Regions from separate parts of the Gossypium hirsutum genome. Here region 1 is linked to region 2. The links are chromatin contacts, called in public Hi-C maps. All regions are on one chromosome and are shown on one strand. The core of a region is the stretch at or near the end of the contact, and the rest is flanking DNA. Distances in the headings are between cores, read along the strand shown. Region 1 holds the start of LOC107952795. Region 2 holds the start of LOC107952810 (WRKY transcription factor 1).

What was found. A called contact is a pair of places that touch in the nucleus more often than the background predicts.
Region 1: a contact with region 2 is called in a Hi-C map of leaf, with 2.2 times the contacts expected there. The contact joins the promoter of LOC107952795 here to the promoter of LOC107952810 in region 2. A contact is called at or near these places in 2 of 34 Hi-C or Micro-C datasets (both in leaf).

Annotation. Positions count from the first base shown.
Region 1 is chrA07:65,380,978-65,387,009 of Gossypium_hirsutum_v2.1, forward strand. LOC107952795 reads left to right here and starts at 3,980. Exons shown (of 7, transcript XR_005930084.1): 1 at 3,980-4,081; 2 at 4,205-4,448; 3 at 5,958-6,032.
Region 2 is chrA07:64,707,142-64,712,614 of Gossypium_hirsutum_v2.1, forward strand. It overlaps LOC107952810 (WRKY transcription factor 1), which reads left to right and starts at 3,009. Exons shown (of 5, transcript XM_016887994.2): 1 at 3,009-3,354; 2 at 4,135-4,699; 3 at 4,786-4,954; 4 at 5,026-5,184; 5 at 5,462-5,473. The coding sequence starts at 4,135. It overlaps LOC107952807 (protein MAIN-LIKE 2-like), which reads left to right. Exons shown (of 7, transcript XM_016887990.2): 6 at 1-62; 7 at 209-537. The coding sequence ends at 31.

The DNA.
Region 1 (6,032 bases), core at 2,730-5,229, 670 kb after region 2:
TTTATTGAAATAGAAGGATATTTGATATTTGATGGTTCTGATCTGTGTTATGAGTCTGGTAATGCCTCTTAACCTATTCCAACAACGGTTACGGGTTAGGAGTGTTACACATACTGACTTGTACCACACGGCCGAAGACACGCCCGTGTGCCAGGCCATGTGAAATCTAAGGGAGGTTACTGACTTGGGTCACACAGCCAACCACACGCCCATGTGCCAGCCCGTGTGCCACACACGGCCAATAGACATGCCCATGTGTCTAAGTCATGTCAAAACTATAGGGTATATTGACTTTAATTCGAAGAGTACCCCAAGGGACACACGGCCATGTAACATGACTATGTTTCGCACATGGCTAAGACACACACCTGTGTCTTTGCCTGTGTGGACAAAAATAGGCCATTTGCATAGCCAATTTGCCACCCCACTCTCATGCACAAATAGTAACCAATTTGGCACCATTTCCATACACTTATGGGAAACCCAAAACATACCAAATTTACACACATAACATACCATCTATCATCAACCATTTAAACTACTCAATTCCACATTCAAAATATACCAAATCATTGTGTCAAAATCATCACAACTTGCATATACTCTATATTCACTAATTCATCATAATATCATCTATTTCATATCATAAAACTCATTATATCATCATCTCAAACCAAACCAAATCATAAAGTATTATATACATCACATATAATACTTACCCAACACATAATTCAAGCCAACTTAGATGGCTATACATACCACATTTAAAAGCCTATCAAGTCTCCAAAACATATCACAAAAATACTAGCCTATACATGTCATATACCATATATACAAGTTTTAAAAGTACCAACAATATGATTGATAGTGTGATGATGTTTCCCGATGATCCCCAAGTCTGAGCTAGCTTTGATTATCTATAAAACATGGACAAATAACACACAGTAAGCTTCAACGGATTACCCGTCCAAGCTAAATCCTTTTCTGCAACACATGCAGGATCTCAAGTCATGTAAGCCATGGTTTATCCACTGAATTTCCCTTTTTACTTCAACCGGGACATTTATCATTATATCATTATTATTGACATATTTCATGGATTTTCATGCCATCCTTATAACTAAATATCATGCATTCATAACACAGTAATTAGGCATATTAATAGTTTACTTAAAATTATCCGAACTTACCTGGTATTTGTCTCGGTTTCGTGTTTTGGTTATTCTGAAACCTTTCGTTTTCCTTGATCGACATCCGAAATTTGCTCCTCGAGGTCTATAACAATAAAAATGAATCATCAATACCTCACATTAATCTTTTTGAGCCTAAATTTTACCCCCAGACAAAAGGACCATTTTGCCCCTAACCTTTCACATTTTTACGATTTAGTCCCTAGGCTCGTATAATAAAATACATGCAATTTCTACCTCACCCAAGCCTAGCCGATTTTTCTTTCCTCTTACGGAAGCCCACATTTTTCCATTATTTCTCATCTTTCTACCCATTTTTACAACTTTTACAAAATGGTCCCTAAAACCATTTCCATGAAAAATAACTTAGTAAAAGTTGTTTACCATCTTTTAAACTTTCATATTCCTCTATAAACCATCAAAATACAAGTATCTCATGCATGGGTAAATTTTAAAACATGAACCCTAGCATGAAATATGGGTAGAAATAGAGAGAGTAAGCTACCGGGATTTCAAAAATGCGAAGAACATTAAAAACGGGGCTTGGGAGCACTTACTATTGAGCTTGAAAATGTTGAAAACCCCAGCTATGGAGGGCTTGAGAAATTCGGCTGGATGAGGGAGAAGAATGGCTGATTTTTGCCTTCATTTTCCCATTTTATTTCATTAATTAGCCAAATGAGCCATTTCTTTAAAATTTTACCCATACATGCCCATTTTTGTCCAAAAACTTAGAATTTGGGTAAATTGCTCTTTAAGACATTCTAATTAATAAACTAAAGCAATTTCATACAAATTGCTTCTAGAATTCAAGTTTTGCAATTTATTCAATTTGGTCCTTATTTTCCAATTGGACACCTTACTCATAGAATTTCCTCATGAAACTTTAACATATGCATATTTTCATATGCTAGACCTCATAATAATCATAAAATAAATATTTCAACATCGATTTTGTAGTCCCGAAACCACTGTTCCGACTGGGCCCTATTTTGGGATGTTACACAGAGGTGCTTTGTCATGACATCTAGCTGAATTACTTGATTTCTTGAACCTATAAGTGGTGTCGCGACATGGAAGGTCTGTGTAGCGATACCGGCTCTTTTTTGACCTCTCTTCTTGAATTTCAAAGTGTTCGAATTATTTTCTTAGTCAATTTAAATAAAATTAAACCCTAAACTACATATGAGTATATTGAAATACAATATTATACAAAAGTTTATCTTAGAAAAAAAAATCAAGTATTGTTGTCGGATTAATCCATTAGCTCCGAAAGTGTATACATGGATGTGCTCTTTATCGTGTTTCTGTCCGTATTGGTCCAGCATCCATCATGCCACTCCACCTTATTTCATTTGTCCCGCTCCTTAAATTTGCTCTTTTGACCTACACTTATGACAACAAATACCTTTTTTGGTTCAAGATAATTAGAGATTTTTACAGATATCTCCAAACATTGTTTCTGTAATTTTTCCCTATTTCCCTCATTCTGTTGGTGACAACATTCAAAAATTTCAATATTTCTATTTTCTTTTTCATCATTTTTTTTCTTTTCTCCTTTTTTTCTTTTTCCTACCCTTATCTTCTTCATATTTCTTCTTCAGTCTTATTCATCTCCTAGTGTAAGGGCCAACTGTAACAAGAATTGACGTCAGGTTCTTGGGTTTTTTTTTCTTGGCTTTTTAAGAAAAAAACTAATTTTTGATATTTCCAGTTCTGGGTTTTCAACATTTTTCTTTGAATCAGTGTTTTTTTTTAATTTGTAAAAAACAAATCCCCACCCAAATCTTTTCCTTTTCATGATTTTCTTCAAATGAGTGTTAAATTGTGCTTTAGCCAGTAATTTTAAACACAGTGGTAGTAAACGTTGCTCTTTACAGACAGTGCAACATAGTTTGTCGTCAATATGATTTCATTTATTTTCACTATCAGTATTGCTTCCAATGCCGCTTTCAACGTTGGCAGTTGTTCGTTCCATTCGACGTTCTTAATCTCCATCTGTGATAACTGATCCTTAACCACTCAAATCGTGGAAATGGCTTGAAATTGAATGGCTTTGAAGCAAAAAGCCATAACTTACTAGATTGAGGGCAATAATCAAGTAGTATCTTGGACCTATACAACAACAACTAGACTTCCTGGAAGCACAATATGGCTATTGGTGGCAAGTTCGACGAGGAACCAGACCTTGATTCCCTTAAATACTCCAAAACCATAGGGAAATTTTCAATATTTTGGACCAAAGATTGGGAATTCCTCGTTGAAAGAAGAAAACATGGTTAGACAAGCAAGAAACAAGATCGGACAACAAAGCGACCAAGGTTTGGACAAGATCCACTTGTGTTAAGTCAACAGGGACCAAGAAAACGTCTAGAGATGGCGATCTTCTCCTCCTTAAAAAAGAGAATATAGTTGCAAGAATTTGCAATAAAACAAATGAAAATTTAAAAATATAAAGAATACCGAAGATTCTCAACTTTATTTTAGTCATTAGGTTATTATTTAAAAAGGAAAATGAAAATAAGGGAAAATTATTTAAAAAAAAGGTATAAAGAGGATGATATGTGGCACCATGTGAGTGGTCAGCGATGCCACATCAGTAAAAAAGTATAGTGATAGGTTTGAGTATCAATATAATAGAAGAAAAAAGTTCGATATCATTCTAGAACAAAAAAAAAAACTATAAATATCAATTTAGAGTAAATGAATAAATTTAAATACTAATTTTATATTTAACCCATATACCAATTTTATATTTATCCCAATCCAAGCCCTACACCGGTTAAGAGAGTTAGAAGAAAAAAAAAAAGCGACAAACCCGAAGTTAAAAACAGTAATCATTTCTTCGTTTCTTCTCCACTAATCCACCTTCAATCCCAATAAACAATACAGTAAGCGCCAAAATACACCAGCCCTGAAGTGGGCCTATTCTTGTTGAGGAACAATCGTTGCACCTTCTCCTCCTTCTCATTTCGCTGCTAATTCGCTGAATCGTTGTTGCCTTTGGTTGCCAGGCTTTGACAAATCCAGATCAACCAGACTTCCTCACACTCAGAGATCCAAAGCTTTTATTGAAGGCAAGTTAAAAAAGGATATGAACGAGGTGATGATGGCAGCGGATTCGAGCTCGCTGAGAGGAGATGGAGCGACATCATTTGCGTCGTCTCCGTCGTCGAATCTGCTTCCTAATAACCTCCCTCTCCTCACGGCCTTCCTCGCTTTCGCTCTCGCCCAGTTTCTCAAACTCTTTACCAATTGGTTCGTTCTTTCTTAATCTCTGTATTTCCCCTTTCTTCTTGCTCATTTTCTTGGGCATTTAATTAAATATACTAAATTCAATTAAATTCAAATTCCAGTTTTTGCAAGTTTGGCGAATCGTTACTTTATTGTTGTTTGAAGCGAAAGTTGGGAACTCGTATCTTGGAATATCATTGATTTTGGTTAGGGCTTTTGAGACACTTTAACCATCAATTGCTCATTAGAAAAACCCATAACTAGTTACCGTGAGAATTTAAAATAGAAATGTTGGTTTATTAGTTAATCAATTGCCCCTGACTGCTAAGAACTTGTTTAGCTCTAGTTAGGGAACCCTTGTTTTGATTCTTTTTTTGGTGACTTGTTTTATTTAATGTCTCATAGGGGCAGTTTTGATGATTGATCATTGGTGACTAAAATGTTTACCAACGTGCCTTATCTGGTTGCATTGTGAATAAGGGATCTGGTACTGTATTTCTAGCTTCTATAACTTCAATGGACTCCGATTCATTGAAAGCATATGATAATGGTTCCCTTAGTATTGTAATTATGGGTTTGAATTGAATTTCAAGGCAAGAATATACCTCATCTTATTTTTCCCTCGGTATTGTACTTACGTGTTTGAATTGAATTGTAAAGCAAGAATATGCTTCATCTCATTTTAAGCTCATCATATCTCACAATCTTGGTGGTCTAGGCTTAGAGGTTTTTCTTTACCCCCTTCATTTCAGTGTCTCTCCTATATATAAATTCCAAAAACTGCAGTTGCAACCTTATCAAAGGGCTCCCATGCTTGCTTTTCTTCCTTGTGTGCAAGTAAAGCCAGAGTCTTCATTTTTCAAGATGATAGATTCTCATGATATTTGCAATCTTGAAATTAGGAGTTAGGACCATTATAAGGTAGATATTTTCTTTCTAAAGTTTTCCACCCATGAAGGAACAAGTTGGATAGTAGGGCAGGTAGGTATTTCACACAAATAAATATTGTGGAAAACGAAGAGAAGTAAGGCTAGAGAAACTATTGAGTCTCCTTGCTGACAAGAGTTGTTAAACATGTGGGCAACATTAATAGCAAGGAATAACTTTAAAGGTATAGTGTCTCATTGTGGACATTTATGATATGAAGCCAGTAATGACCTTAGTAACTTTATATGAGAGACTTTGTAATAATTTAAAGCAGTCCTTCACCAAATCAAATATGATTGAGGACTTCACTTAAACAAAGACCCATGAGAGGACTCTAATGGGGAATCACTATACTGCCCTTGGAAGTAAAAGTTACAAATACATCCCTGGTTCTGGAAATTAAAGTTTGTTCTGTTTTAGCCTTTGGGTTTTACTTTTAAGTTTGTAGTGTATATGCATGGTTCTTTTTTTCTCCTGCATAGCTAGTATATTTATTCTTTTTTGATCATGAATGTACTAGATTTTTTTATTTTTGTTCTAATAGAAAGTTCAGTGGCTTGTGAATAGTAGCTCAAAATTTTGAACTTGTTTCTCCTAGATGCTCAGGTTTAAAGAAAGGAGATGGGATTCTAAGAGGATGATTGATTCAGGTGGGATGCCATCATCACACTCTGCAACTGT
Region 2 (5,473 bases), core at 1,759-4,258:
ACAGCAGGGTGATAATAGTGTTGTAGCATAAAAGTGGAACCGTTGTCATGTATTTTCTGGAGGTAATTCTCTGACAATTGGCTAAATGTGTTTGCTTATAAAATTGATAGATACACGTACACATACATGCACCAAAAACTTTAGGCATGCACCACGCATTCCTGCCTGCTACACTTGAAACGAGATTTCAATTTTTTTTCTTTTACAGGCTGCAAAAGATGAACTGGTCTCAGCCTTGTATTAGTGGCAAGGACAATTGGTTGCACAAAGAAAAGATATTTATATTGTAACTCCAAATAGTTCGAAGTGCCTGACCTGTTTTAAGGGCACTCTGTGGCTTGTAGAATTAGCTCTGGTTAACAGAAATTAGTTTCACTTTCTTTTTTAGATGACAGTTTTATTTTTTGGCCATCTTAATGCAAATTGCATGGCATGTTCATTTTTGTTTCTAAGAATATTGTATAGGGTGTTTACTGTTTCTTCCTTTGGTATCGGCATGGATGTGTTAGTTATGTGTAATTGAAGTAGATTGTTTTATGTTGTTGGCACTCTTTTTATCATGGTCAATGTTTTGGGATTTCAAGGAAATCCTGATCAAGTGGAACAGAGAGAGAGAAGTAGATGGAAAATACTGAGATTTAGATTGTAAGTATACTAGACGCCTTTTGTAAGTACAATTTCTTAGAACCAATGAGGTTAAACTTGGAGTTGAGATTTTGAATTCTTTAAGCAATTTTCACAGATTTTCATGGAGCGGTTTAACTAATTAAACCACTTTCCAACATCTTAAGGCCATGATCTCCTGGCACTGAAATGGGGCTTTAATGAACAAAAATGAGTTGCATACTCTTATTTAAACATGTTTTCTTTGAGAACCAAAATTTGCAGAAGGATACCTCCTCTTGCTGACTGATCTACTTCCTATTCTACACAGTTAGAAACCCTGCGATTGGTTTGGATTCAAATCAGTTTTGTTTGACATGTGCCATTCTTCTTGTTGGAGGAAATGAGATCTGGTTTGGGGTTTCCCCAAGTCTAAAGCTTGTTGATTCATAATTCTTCTCCATTGCATCCTTTTGTAGCAACAAGTTTATAGGTTTACTGTTAATCTCTGCTCCATCCTTCTATGGACTGTCTCCTAGATTCAGGCATGGACTCGTTTTGGACAGCTTCAATGGATGCCTCTGTTTCTTTGAGATTGTGAGCTTAGACTAGTTCGCCTTATTCAAACTTGTCATGATTGTTGTGGCCATGTTCATGTGGTTGATGCAGGGATAAAATGATTCCCGAGCAATTTCATTTTAGATACCATTGTGATATAATCGATTGGAGTAGGATTTGTGGCTTTGACTGGACAACCTCTACTACCCTTACCCTTTATGAAAAAAAAAAAAACTATTGTTATATATATATATATATGTTTTTTTACTCCGGCGATGAAAGGGATTGTATGTATTAATTTAAATATATTATATTTTATGTTAAATTTTAAATACATGATTAAAAATTGAAATTGTTTAAATTTGAAAAATTAAAAGATACATAATTAAAATTTAATATAATACACGAAATTTAAATATTTAAATTTAATTCAATTTTTCAGGATTTTTTAAATCATTTAATTATTTGTTTTGTAATATTGAAAATTATTTTAAAATTGAAAATTTTAACAATTTTCAATACCTTAACAATTGAATTATTTTTTAAACATTCAAATTTATAAATTTAAATTAAATATATATGTTTAAAAAAGTTATTACACTTTTATAAATAAAATAGAAAATTTAAGAACTATTTATATTATATTATATTATATTATATTATATTATATATATATATAGATAGATAGATAAACTGCTTTAAAACTTTTTAATATTAGAATTGACATGTTTTAAATTAGTAAGGAGTATTCAAGCAATTTTCAAATATTTTTTAAAATTCAATCAAACTATTAGTTTAAAAGTTTTAAAATTTTTAATACTATTATTGATATGGTTTAATGTTTATTTTTATTATCTTAAAAGTTTTTCCATTTTTAAACTACTATTGATTGTTGTAAATATTATTTTTACATTTTATTTTAGACTTTTATCTTATTTTTTTTATAATTTTTAAAAATGTCGATATTATTTTAAAATCTGTAAAAGAATGGTAATAAAATTTTAAATATTAGTGTAACCAATATTTTTTTTTCATATGTTTATTGTTAATAGATTAAAAAAAATTAAAACATCTCAGATATAAATATTTTTCCTAAGTTTATTGTTAATAGGATTTAATATTTTAAAGTCTCAATTCACCATTTTTTTTAAGTCTCAAGGTTTTTACGTGTTCAAGCTTTTAAAATTTAAAATTTTCATAAAACTTATAAAATTGTCAAATATCATAAAAATACAATATGAGTACAAAAGTTTAAAAATTTTAAATTTGTATTAATTAGATTTATATGAAATTATAAAATGATGTACGACCTTAGTTGTATGTATTAATTAAAATATATTGTATAATTTTTATTTTATGATTGACATTATAAATAAATCTATAATTTTTATATATTTTATAATTCGATATTTTTATTTGATAAAAAATAATGTTTTAAATTGTTATTATTATTATTATTTAAGGGGTACACATGGGTTATATTAATTTAAGATATTATTTTTTATTGAATAAAATATTAAATTAAGAATATGTAAAATTATAAATGATTTAAATTTATTTATAATATCAATCATAAATTTAAATTTATATAAAGTTATAAAATAATTTTAATATATTTTAATTAATATGTATAATTGAATGTGTGCATTGCTGGATAAGAAAACTAGCTCGATAATATAATAAACAAAAAATATTACATTATTTAGTTAAAAAATTTGTCTATATATTATAGATAGATAATATGGATTATAAATAAATATAAAAAATATATTAATGTTAAAATAAAAAAAAATAAAATAAAAATTTATCCTTACATATTAATTCGAGCAAGCGGCATTGACTAAAATAAAGAAAAGCAAGCAATAACAGCGTCTCAAGACAAAAAAGGGGAAGGCAGATATATAGACGAATGAGTGTTAGTGCGTGTATTCTAGTTTTCCCCCAGCCTCTGCTTAACTTGCCTTTTCTTTCTTTCCTTTGTTTTTTTAATGATTTTATTGGGATTAGACTTTAACAACCTGAATCGCTATTTCCCCCACTCTGACTCTACTTACTTCCCCGATTTTCACTTTCCGGCTCCAACCACCATCTCTGGCGTGATCTACGCCTCTCATCGACTCTTCTAATCACGCTCTTTGCGCCTGATCTACGTTTAGGGTTTCTTGATGCTCTCTTCCACACTTGCATAGCTAGGTAACTTTCCTCTTTTTTTTTTCTCTTTATTTTCTTCAGTTTTAACTTTCTCTCCCTCTCCCACCTAATTTATTTGTTATGGAATGAATTTAATTTCGTTTGCTGCCGTATTTCTGGGGATTTTAGCTCTTAATTTGTTTCTACTTTTGGTTGCTGAGAAACTCCGTAGTATTAGAGCGACAAAGTTGCAAAACTATACTCATTCAATTAAATTGGAACTTTCTAATTAGTCTTATATTAAATTAACCATATCAAACCATACAAGCAAGTTGGGCAGTTTAAATTATTCTTTCAGGTGAATAAATAAAGCAACTTTCGAATTAATATTATATTAAATTAACCTCATAAATTTCATCGTTTCTTTAGTAGTTTAATTAGGAATTGTTAGTTTGGCATTCGGAATTATTTCCCGTCATGCTCTACATAAGGAAGACCTACACACACAAAAAAAAAAAAAAGAAAAAAGGAAAAAAAGAAGAAGAAGAAAGAAAGAAAAAGAAATACAGAGAAATTGAAATGCATAAGTTTTCTGCAAAGGTTTGGTTAATTGTGAAATTCTTAACTGAGGAAGCCCAGTCACAAGTTGATGCGATATATGATATGGTTATTCTCTAAAAGTCTAAGCAATTGAATGCTAATGATTAATAAGGTGGCTAGCTGTTCTCCAGCTGGTTTTTTATTCTCCTATATCTATAAAGTCATGGGCACAATACTGTTTTAGTATATATACAAGGCCCTTTTTAATGGTGACTAAAGTGATAAAGAGGTTCTTTACTTCAGATGGTTTCTTCAGGGGAGTGTGTAACGGATGAAGTTGGTACGGATAAAGTACAGAGCCGAGATGCTGGAAGTCATGCATTGCAACAGATCTCTGATAGTAAAATTCAGTCATCACAATCTGTTGAAGGGAGAGGAACCCTTGCACTTGTATCAAAGGAAAATCCACTTCCTATTTCTGTGATCCATGCTTCACAGTCACAGCAACAAGGAAATGCTTACTCTATGACATCCAAGAAACAATCGCTGACTCCTTCTCCATCGCCTGGTATTGATGGGAGCAGTCCCATTGTACGTGAGAAAGCCTCAGAGGATGGGTATAACTGGCGTAAATACGGGCAGAAACTTGTTAAAGGAAATGAATTTGTTCGAAGTTATTACAGATGTACACATCCAAACTGCCAAGTGAAAAAGCAATTGGAACATTCACATGCTGGGAAAATGGTTGACACTGTTTATTTTGGTCAGCATGATCATGCAAAGCCGCTGACCCCACCTGTAGCTGTTGGCTTTGTTGTCTCTGTCGTTGAAGAGAGACGAGATAATGCATCTCCAACTGTTATCAAAGGTAAGAAAATCATCTTAATCATTTATGACTTGTCTAATCTGATGAAGCAAAAGTTGCTTGATTTATAACTGATCTCATATTTGAAGACAAGTCATTGGGTGCACATATCCAAACACCTCGCCTGATTGAGCCAGGGGATAGTTCTCAGCCTTTACCTATTGCTGCTAGTGAAGATTTGAAAGGTGCATCTTCAAAATCAAATGGGATGCAAAATATTGCTGGTAATGATGATGGTCATCTCATCTCAAAACGCAGGTACCTTAGTTTATTCTTCTTGTGTGTTTGTTCCTCTTAACCTTCGGTTAACAGTCACTGAATGCAAACAGGAAGAAAGAGAACGATATTGTTGATGCATCTCCAGTGCATAAACCAACAAGTGAATCACCTATGATTATTAAGACACTAAGTGAGGTTGACATCGTAAATGATGGGTACCGTTGGCGCAAATATGGCCAAAAATTAGTTAAAGGCAATCCTAATCCAAGGTATGAATCACCTTATTTTTGTTTGTACACATTTCAAACACTTTTGTCTAATTTACATAGTATTGCTGCTCTTTGGCAACAAATGTAATCATATTGTTATACCAACTATAGATGTTTTCTTATCATAAGTAGAGATGCCTCCTTATCTCTAGTGCTGAGAGTACTTGTGCATATTACCTAAATGTGTTTTGATCTCAGAAAATTTTCCATTCTTTACATATGTAACCATACTGCGGCTTTTGGCATGAAGTTGACTCTCCGGTCACTTGTGATGTAGGAGTTATTACAG